4 separate regions of the Mus musculus genome follow, and all the other regions are linked to region 1. The links are chromatin contacts, called in public Hi-C, promoter capture Hi-C and targeted proximity ligation maps. All regions are on one chromosome and are shown on one strand. The core of a region is the stretch at or near the end of the contact, and the rest is flanking DNA. Distances in the headings are between cores, read along the strand shown. Region 1 holds the start of Atad1 (ATPase family, AAA domain containing 1). Region 2 overlaps Gm36914 (a long non-coding RNA gene). Region 3 overlaps Gm41835 (a long non-coding RNA gene). Region 4 has its middle 28 kb from the start of 2700046G09Rik.

Region 1 (2,700 bases), core at 75-2,574:
CTCTCCAGGAATCCTTAAAGCCTTGTGGTCTTGTTGGACTGCTGAGGCATGTTACCTCCAGCACTGCGAAGCTACCAGGACAGCCATTGTTGGACCATTCAAGACTGTGCTGGGTAAACCAGTCTAAAATTAAAACAAAAAAACCAAACTCTTTTTAATATTGATTCATTCCATCTATTGTGTTCTTCTATCGAACTCCAGTAAAGTCCTTTAACAAGGAACTTTCCAGGCTCTGGCAGCACTTCTGGGCTGTGTCTCTCCACAGCTATTAACAACATCATTTACTAATATAACTGTCAGCAGAGGGAGGAAGCAGTGTGTTACTTATGTGGTCCAGGGTATAAAGCAATCCTCCTTGCATAGCCACCCCAAATGCTAGGAAAACAGGCATGTGACACCAATCCCAGCTTGGCTGTAGAATTCTTTAGCCTTAAAAGATAATCCTGAAAACAGAGCGAAACAAACTGCCTCCTCCAGGAATATAAAAAGGTCTTAAGAAGTCTGTCTTATTCCTTCATAGTCCCACTGCCTTTATTTGAAGTGATGATGCTCCTTTTGTTTATGGGCAGTGTGTCTACTTATTCTTGTTCCTTAGTAGTGTATATACATTCAGAAGGGGCTGGCTTTCAGATACGGTTCCTTGGAATCTTGGTGTCACGTCCCTCACTTCGCAAGAGGAAGGGGTTAAAAAAAAAAGTCATCAATATGCAAAACCTGTCACCAGATGCCCTATTCTGACCCAACTGCCAGACCTCCCTGGTCTGCCTGGCTGCTCAAGCGTTCAGTGGATTCTCAGGCGCCGCCTCCAGGTGTCATCAGTACAGAGATGGGGGAGGAGGGTGAGCTCACCCTAGAAACCGAAAGGCAGATGGTGAGGCCATGCGCGTCTGAGCAGCATCATGAGGACTTGCTGCGGGGATGGGGGGTGGTGGTGGTGGTGGAAGTTTATCAAACCAGGGAAGCATTTCTTTGCCTTCTGTAAAAGGCTCCTCTGTCAGGGTTGCGTACAGCTCCAGAGTAGCAAGGGATTTCATGTGTCAAGCGTCTTTCCCAATTCAGTTTCTGAGTCTCTCAAGTTGAACTCAGAGCCCTTTGGGGAGCACCCTGTTCATCCTATCTACCTTTCTGAATGTTATCGGCCCAGCGGGTACTAAGGTGTAGGTTGGGGAAAGTAGCTCGCCCCGCACTGCGTCGCCATGCCTTGGCTGGCACGCCACCGGCTCGGCAGGGATCGCGCATGCTCCGTGCGGTGGGGGGCGGGGCTCCAGCCCCCGGAAGCGTTCTCTCCCCGGCCGCGTTTCTTTCCTGTGCGAGGCCGGGCTACGGCTCTCCCATCGTCTCTGGTCCTGCCTCTGGGTGAGTAGCGGGTTCCCGCGGGGCCGGGCCAGGTGCGTCCCCCATCCCTCCCGGTCCCCCAGGGCCTGGCGCTCACCTGGGGAGACCAGCCCGGTAGTCACCTGCCTCCGCGTCGGTCACACTTGAGCGCCGCCCCGGATCCAGCGGATTAACCTCCAAGGGCGTCCGGGGCCTCGCCTTGGCGCCCGGCCGGGCGCGAGCCCTCAGGTCTCAGCGCTGGCGGGAGACTCCGGCTGCCCGCAAGGACATCTCTTGTAGGCGGCCTGGTCATTGGAGGATCGGGGGCGCTCAGGGCGACCTCAGGGCTAGGCTTGTAAGAAGGCGGCTGGAAGGAGCCGGTCCGCTCGTGCCGGCCCCTCTCCTCCTCCCTCTTTGTGCAAAGGCGGAGGTGTTTCTTCAGTGCTGGCCATGCTTTCCCAGAACATGCTGATGTTAATAATGACCTGCCCTCTCCGCGAAGCCTGGCAGGAATTCATTGTCACAGTCTGCGACTGTAGGGCCTTGATAGGCACAGAATTGCTGGGACTTTGAGTTGAGAGACCATTTGGAGCACACTGCAGTGACTTAGGGAATACTGCAGTAAAAACGTTAGTAGTTGCTCAGAGATAGGGTATCCACACTGAAACCAGAGCTAAACAGGAAAAGATTTAAAATGATATGCGTTTAAAGATAATTCTGAATTAACACCGGTCTAGTGGTGTTTCTTAGTGATATACAGCAATGTGTATATTTTGTTAAAATTAGCGTCTATGCAAAATTGAAATACATTCTCCACATTTGCAGCCAATTTGCAGATATATCAGTGCTTTATGAATGATAGATGGGTATGTACCTCATCTGTGGAGACTGTATAAAATATTTCCATTCACTGTCCACACAGCAGAACGTTTCCGTTTCATTTCAGGATTTCGAAGTCACTTTTGGATATGATGAGCAGTGGTCTTTTTTTTTTTTGTTTTGTTTTTGGTTTTGTTTTTTTGTTTTTTGAGATAAGTCTTCTCTGCGTAGCCCTGGCTGTCCTGGAACTCTGAAGACCAGGCTGGTCTCCAATTTGGAGATCTGCTTGCCTCTACGTCCCAGGTGCCAAGATTAAAGGTGTCAGCCACAGTTTTTGGAGTTCTTTATATATTCTGGATATTAATCCTCAGTCAGTCAGTTGACAAAGATATCCTCCCATTCTGTGGGCTACCTCTTCACTCAAATTTAGCTGCTGCTACCACCATCAACCTCTGCCTAGACCCAGAGTAGTCTTAAATCTGCCTAGAGTCAATGTTAATATTGGAATGGGAAGATATGTAAGCAAGAGATTTGTCTGTTGGTGGTGTTTTTTTTTTTTAAAGATTT
Region 2 (2,700 bases), core at 175-2,674, 260 kb before region 1:
CAAGTCACTCTAGTTGTAAGAAATCCCACCATTGATGTCTGTACATATGGAATAGTCACTGTTTACAGGAATGCAATGCTCCACAAGCTATGTCTTGATATTATTTAATACAAAAAGTTAACTATTCTAAGAACAGGACAGTATAAAAATAGGACAAGATGATAATTTTAAAAATTTTTTTAAGAACCGAGCCTACTTGGTCGGTATGTTTTTCCATACCTGCTCCTCAATAAAATACCATTTTTCTCTTCCTCTACCGTGGTACACTTTCTTAGATTATACCACATATTGTTCCCTCTTCTCTATGCCAGAATCATTTCATAGCCCAGAAGTGAGTTTCTGCAGTATGCCAACTTCTGTCCTGCAAGGTGGGCTAGATCATCTCTTTCCCTCATTAGATCTTAAGCTTCTTTGCACTTCCCTTAATGACCCTCACAATACCTATGAAAAGCTTTGAGCAGGGTAGTCCTTAGTAATTGCTTGCCACATGGGGGTGAGGGGGGAATGAAGTAATGAATGAACAAATGAACCAGCTTTTACCCAGTGCCCCTGGAAACAGATTATTTGATATCAAAGATTAATGCTTCCCTTAGATTCAAGCTGCTGGAATCACTTAATTTCTTTGTATTTGGTCCACATGTGAAATTCCAACCAACATCAAATGAAAGTTTGATTAAACAGATCAGAAACAGCATGTGGGATAGCTGTCAATCCCCCTGAGGCAAGATGTGAGTCTGGAAACCAGAAGACCAGGACACTGCAGAGCCGAGGGCATTCAAAGGAGCCTAGGTTTTGCCTGTGCAAAAAAAAAAAAAAAAAAAAAAAAAAAAACCTAACCCAAAGTGTCCATCAACCCCCCCAAAACAAACAGCTAAGCTCAGAGCCCCATCAGTATTTGCACCTTGTCTTCCGGTTGTGACTGTCTTTGTATCCTGAGTTCCACTTCTCTGTTCATTCCTAGGCTGACTCCCCATCTTAAGGGACATGGCAACGGAGAACTCGGTGCTTTCGGGAAAAAGAAAAAAAAATTATAAGCTGAGAAGGCAAAGCTGACAGAGGAGTTTCCACTTTTGAGCTTCTTCTGGCTTCTCAGAAGCCCGTGTTGCCCTTGAAGCTAGTTTCCTAGAGTAGGGGAGGTTCCTGGGAGTCTGCAAGCCACCGCAGTTATCTGGTTAGCGATCAGAAGGTTCTTGGTGCTGCCCCAGCTGGGATTCCTTCCAAACCATGTCTGCACCACCTGTAACTCTTCACTCCACTAGCTTGCCAGAGACCATCCCAAGCCTGGGGGAATGTGGGGCGCTGCCATTCCACAAAGAACCACCAGCCAACCTTGGCTGAAGAAGGACAACCGTGTACATTGCAAAGGAGTTGGAGCTTCCAGCTAAGGGCACCTAGCCAGGCCTGGTATGCAAATCTGGGATTTGTGCCCAGGGAACCTGCCCCAACTTGCCCAGGAGAGAGCAAGGCCAGAAGAGGATGGGAAAGGTTCTCATTCTCCACCTCCCCCAAGCCCCAGCCAGCCCCAGCCAGCCCCAGCCAGCCCCAGCCAGCCCCAGCCAGCCCCAGCCAGCTCCAGCCAGCTTCACCCAGTTTCAGAAGCCTTTGAAGTTCTGGGCCAGGAGGTATGGCCAGTATAGATCTGGGGATGTTTGTTTGTTGTGAGTTGTTCTATTTTTCGGTATCTTGATCTCTAGAAGACACAAGCTTTGGAAATAGAAGTCTAGTTCAATCTTGGCCTTGTACTGGCTTTATAAGCCAAAGAAAGGTTCTCTGAACCTTTGTGTTATCTGAAATTTTTAATAACCCTAACCTAGAGAATCAAACCCTCAGCGCTGTTGAAATTTTAGTCTAGTTATTAGTTTAGGGGTAATTGGGTCCCTGCCCACTAGACACCAGAACTCTCACCCTCCCACTTATGACAGCTAAAACCAATTTCAGACACTGACAAACTATTCTCCAAGGGAAGAGACTAAATTACACCCAGCTGAGAACCAGTTACCTAACTCAATCTGTAGGTTTGTGTTGCGCACATTTTATTGTAAATCCGGAGTCCGGTTCTTATGAGCAAATGCAAGAACACTTGAGGATTCGTAATTGGTACTGCAAACTCTTCTCCCCACATTTCCCCTCTCCCCCACTGCTTCAGCACTCATCCAAATCCACAGATAGCCACTTCCAGGAGCCCTGAGCCTCTCTGGCATCAAAGTGCAGTGAGTCTGAGCACAAAGCAAGGTGCAAGTTTATCCCTCAGAAGTAGACATGAGAGACAGTAACAAGCCAGCTTCCTAGCTCTTCGATAAGCCCGAGGTGTGTTCTACTCCTTTCAGGAGTATCCAGTGAGACCACAGTGGGAACTGGCTTCCCAGTCTCACCTTCTGCTCCCCAACTTATTCCCTAGGCTTGCTTCCCAAATGCTTTCACAACATCCTCTGCCATTCATGGTTTTTAAAATAATAAACTAAGACATAAAAACTGTACCTCTTATTTCTATCAGTATTTTATTTCTCATTCACCAGGTTTCTTATTAGTTCTTAGCTGGATTGTAGGGTTTCGAAACTGTAATGTTTTGTTTTTGTCTTTTAAATTCTTATGATAAGTCAGAATAACTGATCTGCTAAAATGAGGGTCTTAACAGAGGCAGATAAGAGTCTGAAATTCTTATTTCTCAGTTTGACTTAGACCTCATCTATCCCTTTCACC
Region 3 (2,700 bases), core at 46-2,545, 350 kb before region 1:
ATCTATGTCAGCAAAGTAGCTCTAGTACCTTCGCCTTCTCTGCTGATTCCAGTCAATGGATGACCAGAAGCAGAGTTTCCTGGAGATAGACATACTTCGTCATAGACTCATTGAGTTCCTGAGAAAGCATTTGATGGGTTACATAGTGGGTAAAGGAAAAAGAAAAACAAAGGTAACAGTGAAAGATAAAACCGAACAGAGGGGCTAGAGAGAAGGCTCAGATGGTAAGAGCACCAGCGGTTCACTTCTGAGCACCCACAGTCATCTGGAACTCCAGTCCCAGGGGATCCAATGCCTCACAGGTACTAGGCGTGTATGTGGTTCAAGACATACATGCAGGCAAAACACAAAAGCACATAAAATATTTTTTTAAAGTGAGCAGAACAAATTCCATACAGCTAAACAGAAAAAAAAAAAAACCAATGCCAATGAGTATGAAAATATCACCCCTATCTCTGCGATGTTTGTTCGTTTAGACCCGGACACCTGTATTATAAATGACGTTACAAGTCAGATCTCCCTTCAACCCAAACCTGGGCCTTATATAGGGTGAATGAAAGAGAAAGGGGAATTATGATTGCCCAACTGATTATGTAGCAAAGGACCGAGATGGGTGCATCTTCCCAGTTGTATGCATGGTTGTTTACACTCACTTCCAGATGCCAAGCTACAACGATCACTCTCAGAAACAGGTAATGTGAAGAAATTCCGCCCAGTGACGGTTATGTTCATGTTCTTACTGAATACCTTGGGAAGCAAACTCAGTTCTGGCAAGACCTGAAACTGAGAGAATGTAGTACACTATTGCCTGTGATGTACGAGGCCAAACTACCACCATCAGGAAATGGGGCCAAGAAACAAACACAGAGTCCTGCAATCCCTTTGAACTCTGAATGCGGCAGCTCTCCCTCTACTCAATTTATGAAAGCCAATGAATCTCGCTTTTCTTGAAGAAAGTTCTGCTTAAGATTTTGCTTCTTGCACATTAAAGTGACCTACGAATATAAAAATCCAGTATCAAAAATAAAATAAATACTAAACCCTAAAGTAGGCACAGTCAATCCCAGAAGAAAAGGAAAAAAAAAAAAAAAAAAAAGTCTAGGATCATAGAGTACGGCCAAGCACAGCATCCAGATGAGCCTAAAACTCTCTACAAAAAAGACCCACTGGATAGTGATGCAACCTCAGATAAAAATAATTAAACAAACAAACAAGACATCCGGTTTCTGCTGGGAACCAGATGTATTCAATTGGGGACTTTCAAGAGAAACTCTCGGAAAAGGCGTCTGAACTCAAGATGGCCGCTCTGGCAGAAGTGTGGAGGCGGCTGTTTTACATCTGCCTTGATCAGGAAAGGCAACGGGATAGTTCGCTAAATGTTCAACAAGGATGCTTGCAACAACCGTATTATTTAAAGCTTCTGTGACTTCTTATTTGAGAGATTTTTTTTCCCAAAACTTGGAAAGAAGCCCTCCAGGCCAGAAATAAAGGGGTGTGATTCTTCCAGCATACAAGCAGACTGAACTCGGACAAACAGGGGATTGTAGCTCTATAAAGCAGGGACTGTATAAAGCAGATGCATTAGGAATTTGGAACCAGTTCACGACAGTACATTGTTTGATCAATTCCTGGTAGAAATTCTGCCCTCCAAATTATTTTTAATCTTATATGGCGATGCATTTGCCAAAAAAGGACTTCAATGCAATGTTAGCATAAAAATCATTTACAGCAAGCACAGTTTAGAAGAATCCTGGAACTCAAAAGCATCCCTGCCAGCCAAGGCTAGTCCACCACCCATTCCAGCAGGGCGGGGTCCAGGGTGAGGGCGGGCTGAGAGCTAGGGAGATGACGGACCGGCAAAGTCAAAATGTTTCTTTACATTAAGAGCCCTCCGTTGTGTCCCTTGTTCTTCTGAGTCGTGCCTTTGCAGGATCTGGTGCTGTTTAGTTCTGCTTCTACTGCGTAAACAGCAGGAACTGTTTAAAAAAACAGAACAGGATTAACTTGATCCAGCTGACACTCAAATACCCAAATTCGGGTCTTTTGTGCAAGGCATGTGCCAACTATCAAAGGCTGGCATTCCACCTAGAGAGCCAAAAGAACTGTTCTGTAACTCTGTTACTTCTCGTGCCTTAAGATGGCTCGTTTGAGTACCATGTGTTTATATCAGGAAAAAAAAAACAACAACAAAAACCTTCTGATATCTTAATTATCATAGTGAAAAGCATGACGTCCACAATGATATGTATGAGAAAGCCAGGGGGAAAAAGGGAAAGAAAGAAAAAGAAATCAAGACTCTAGCTTGTAAGACAGAAGGCTTTGAATAAATATATTGAGTAAATGAATAAATATATTTATAAGCAAATGAATAGAATGAGTTCTTAGATTGGTTAAATAGTTTTACAATGTAGATCTGAAAAACAAACAAACAAACAAACAAAAACAACTGGAGAATTTTCAGAACTAAGACAAGATCCCAGTTAGCCATGAATAGGACAAATTCTAAAGGCTTTTAGAATTTTAGAATTTGTTTCACAGATAAGATGGGAAGTGCTCAGTTGTCCATTTAACTCATCAGACAAGTATGCATGAAAACAAAGACTAAATTCGTTCTCTGGGCAAAACAGAAGGCACAGAGCAATCATATTGTAAGAGCTTAGACAGGTTCTTCCGGTTGAAGGTCAAAGGCTTCTTGTAGAA
Region 4 (2,700 bases), core at 118-2,617, 300 kb after region 1:
TTTCCAGGTTAGCTTAGAAAGACTAACACTACAAAAACCACAATGAGTTCATATGTAGGCGCTAGAAGGGCTGCCTGTTGGTCAGCCCTGACTTAAGCCATTTCAGACATAACAGTTCATATTGACCTTTAATTTGATGGGTCCTGAGTAAAGTTTATGGCTGTGCAATTTCTTAAGATTAGCAGACCTCGTAGTGTATAGAACGTAACAGGGTGTATGGTCAGCATGACCCTGCTCTGAGTCAAGTTATTTTTCTGTGCCAATGACTGACAGGCATATTACAGCAACAGTATGAAATAGCTGGCAGCATGGAGCAACATGGCTGCAGCTATGCTGGGTGTGTGTGTGTGTGTCAGATCCAATATGATTTTACTCCTTTTCCTTTCATTGAAAACAGGTTTCTGCCCCCCTCACATTATATGTGCTGATTTTGGTTTCCCTTCCTTCTACTCCTCCCAGTTCCTGCCCACCTCCCCTCCCATCCAGGTCAGCTCCCTTTCTGTCTCTCATTAGAAAACAAATAGGCTTCTAAAGGATAATAAGGGCTGGAGAGATGGCTCAGCGGTTAAGAGCACTGACTGCTCTTCCGAAGGTCCTGAGTTCAAATCCCAGCAACCACATGGTGGCTTACAACCATCTGTAATGAGATCTGACTCCTTCTTCTGGAGTGTCTGAAGACAGCTACAGTGTACTTACATATAACAATAAATAAATCTTTTTTTTTAAAAGGATAATAATATAATTAGATAAAACAGAAGCTAACACAGTGGAATCAGACAAGATAAACAAATAGAAGAAAAAGTGCCCAACAGAAGGCATAAGAAACAGACATAGATGCAGAGATCCACTTATTGGCACACTCTGAAATCCCGTAAAAACATTAAGTGGAAGCCATAAAAAATACACAAAGGGAAAAGGGGAAAAAAAAGAGGAAAGAAAATATGCATAAATAAATATAAATAAAATAAAAATAATAAGATTAGTCTTTTTTTAGAAAAGGAAAAGCCTGACAAGATGTTTACATTGTAAGACAAGGAGCCTCCAAAGACACCCTTGAGTTCATTTTTCTGTTGGCCATCTACTGCTGGGCGTGGAGCCACCTGAGGTGGAAGATTCTGGTTGTATCATGTGATGCAACCTCACAAGGGATCTTGCTGAGGAAAACCCATGGGAGGGCACGTGATTTTGGAGAGTATAAATAGGACTCAACGGACAATGATGGGGCACTTGCATAGGTAGCCTTGCAATGCTTCATTGATCTTGTGTCTCTGTCTTCACTGATCTTCACTGTGTTGAGAGAGGCACAGTAGAGAACGTCTCCTGGCGTCTCGTCAGGTCCTGGTTGCTATCTGTGACTCATGCCAATTGCATGGAGGTCTGGCTGTTTCTGCTAGATTATACACCACTGCTGATTCATGTTTGGTATCCTGACACTACTGGACTGGACTGCTGGTATTGGAATCCCTCCAAAGAATTGCATCTAAGCAGGTCCACATGGCCTTGTTCCATTTATTATCTTTTCTCTCCTACCTTTGGATGGTGTGTGTGTGTGTGTGAAGCATTTGAGAACGCTTACTAAAAGTAGGTTTTTTAAAAATCTAAGCCTATACCTACCCTTAAGAGTAGTTTGTTGGGCTGGAGAGATGGCTCAGTGGTTAAGAGCACCAACTGCTCTTCCGAAGGTCCTGAGTTCAAATCCCAGCAACCACATGGTGGCTCACAACCACCCATAATGAGATCTGACGCCCTCTCCTGGTGCATCTGAAGACAGCTACAGTGTACTCACATATAATAAAATAAAATAAATAAATCTTTAAAAAAAATTAGTTTGTTTCCCCAGTGAGACTCCCTTGGAGGAAATTAAATTTTCATTTGCAAGTGGTCCACAGTTGGAGATAGCTTTTGGCTTAGGGATGGGGGATGTTCACTTCCCCTCTGAGCAATAGGGCCTCATCTGGTACAGACCCGTGCAAGCCCTGTGCGTGCTGCCTAAGTTCATGTGTGCATCTACCATAACAAACCTTCATACTTTGGTGTCCTTCCTACCCTCTGGTTCTTACACCCTTGCCTGCCTCTTCTGTAAGGTTCTCTGCGCCATAAGGGAAGGGAGCTTTGATGGAAGCAGTCCGATTTAGGGCTGAGAGTTCCAAGATCTCTCACTCTCTGCATGTTGTCTGGCTGTGGGTCTCTGTGTTTGTTCCCATCTGCTGCAGCGGAAGCATCTCCGATGATGGCTGAGCAAGGCACTGATCTGTTTCCCTCGTGAGGTGCCCTCCTCAACTCCCCTGTGTTTCATCTTTTCCATTTGTCTCCCCACCACAACTACCCCAGACCTCTTTTTCCCTTCTTGTAGTTCTCATTCTGGCTTTAGGACTTAATGCTCATCTTAATAAGCATGTAAGGTACAGTTTACATGAAGAGAGAACGTGCTGTATCGATTTCCCCAAGATACGAATCCTTCGTGTCACGTAATTCCAGATTCATCCATTTCCGGCAAATGTTTCCAACTTCATTTTTCTTTATTGCTGAATTAAACTCCACTGCATACATGCACCAGGTTTTCATGAACTCACTAAGGTGTCTTGGACACCCAGGCTAATTCTTTTCCCTCACTGTTGCAATTAGCACAATAGTGATGTGCAAGGATCTGTTTGGAAAGACATAAGAACAGAAACATCAGATGAGCCAGCTCTACCATGC

Evidence for each region. Promoter capture Hi-C pulls out the DNA fragments that hold promoters and counts their contacts. A called contact is a pair of places that touch in the nucleus more often than the background predicts.
Region 2: a promoter capture Hi-C map of liver shows a contact between it and region 1. A contact is called at or near these places in 3 of 39 promoter capture datasets (the 3T3-L1 cell line, the C10 cell line and liver), 6 of 484 Hi-C or Micro-C datasets (cumulus cells, double positive thymocytes, embryonic stem cells and 2 more) and 13 of 130 datasets of targeted methods (DN3 thymocytes, bone marrow-derived macrophages, double positive thymocytes and 8 more).
Region 3: a Hi-C map of uterus shows a contact between it and region 1, with 5 times the contacts expected there. A contact is called at or near these places in 6 of 39 promoter capture datasets (the 3T3-L1 cell line, the C10 cell line, cranial neural crest and 2 more), 6 of 484 Hi-C or Micro-C datasets (bone marrow-derived macrophages, double positive thymocytes, embryonic stem cells and 3 more), 17 of 130 datasets of targeted methods (the SCID.adh cell line, astrocytes, bone marrow-derived macrophages and 9 more) and 1 of 9 other capture datasets (embryonic stem cells).
Region 4: a targeted proximity ligation map of pancreatic cancer cells shows a contact between it and region 1. A contact is called at or near these places in 4 of 39 promoter capture datasets (hippocampal neurons, liver and pre-B cells) and 2 of 130 datasets of targeted methods (memory CD8 T cells and pancreatic cancer cells).

The regions. Positions count from the first base shown.
Region 1 is chr19:32,710,922-32,713,621 of GRCm38.p6, reverse strand. It overlaps Atad1 (ATPase family, AAA domain containing 1), which reads left to right and starts at 1,324. Exons shown (of 10, transcript NM_026487.3): 1 at 1,324-1,356.
Region 2 is chr19:32,973,650-32,976,349 of GRCm38.p6, reverse strand. Gm36914 (a long non-coding RNA gene) reads right to left here. Exons shown (of 4, transcript XR_877816.2): 3 at 902-1,005; 4 at 727-796. Gm36860 (a long non-coding RNA gene) reads left to right here. Exons shown (of 3, transcript XR_877814.3): 2 at 962-2,700. Among named protein-coding and RNA genes, the nearest start is that of Gm36860, 5.3 kb to the left of the region's middle.
Region 3 is chr19:33,064,661-33,067,360 of GRCm38.p6, reverse strand. The region is part of intron 2 of Gm41835 (a long non-coding RNA gene); the gene reads left to right. Among named protein-coding and RNA genes, the nearest start is that of Gm41835, 9.0 kb to the left of the region's middle.
Region 4 is chr19:32,415,573-32,418,272 of GRCm38.p6, reverse strand. No RefSeq gene overlaps it. Among named protein-coding and RNA genes, the nearest start is that of 2700046G09Rik, 28 kb to the right of the region's middle.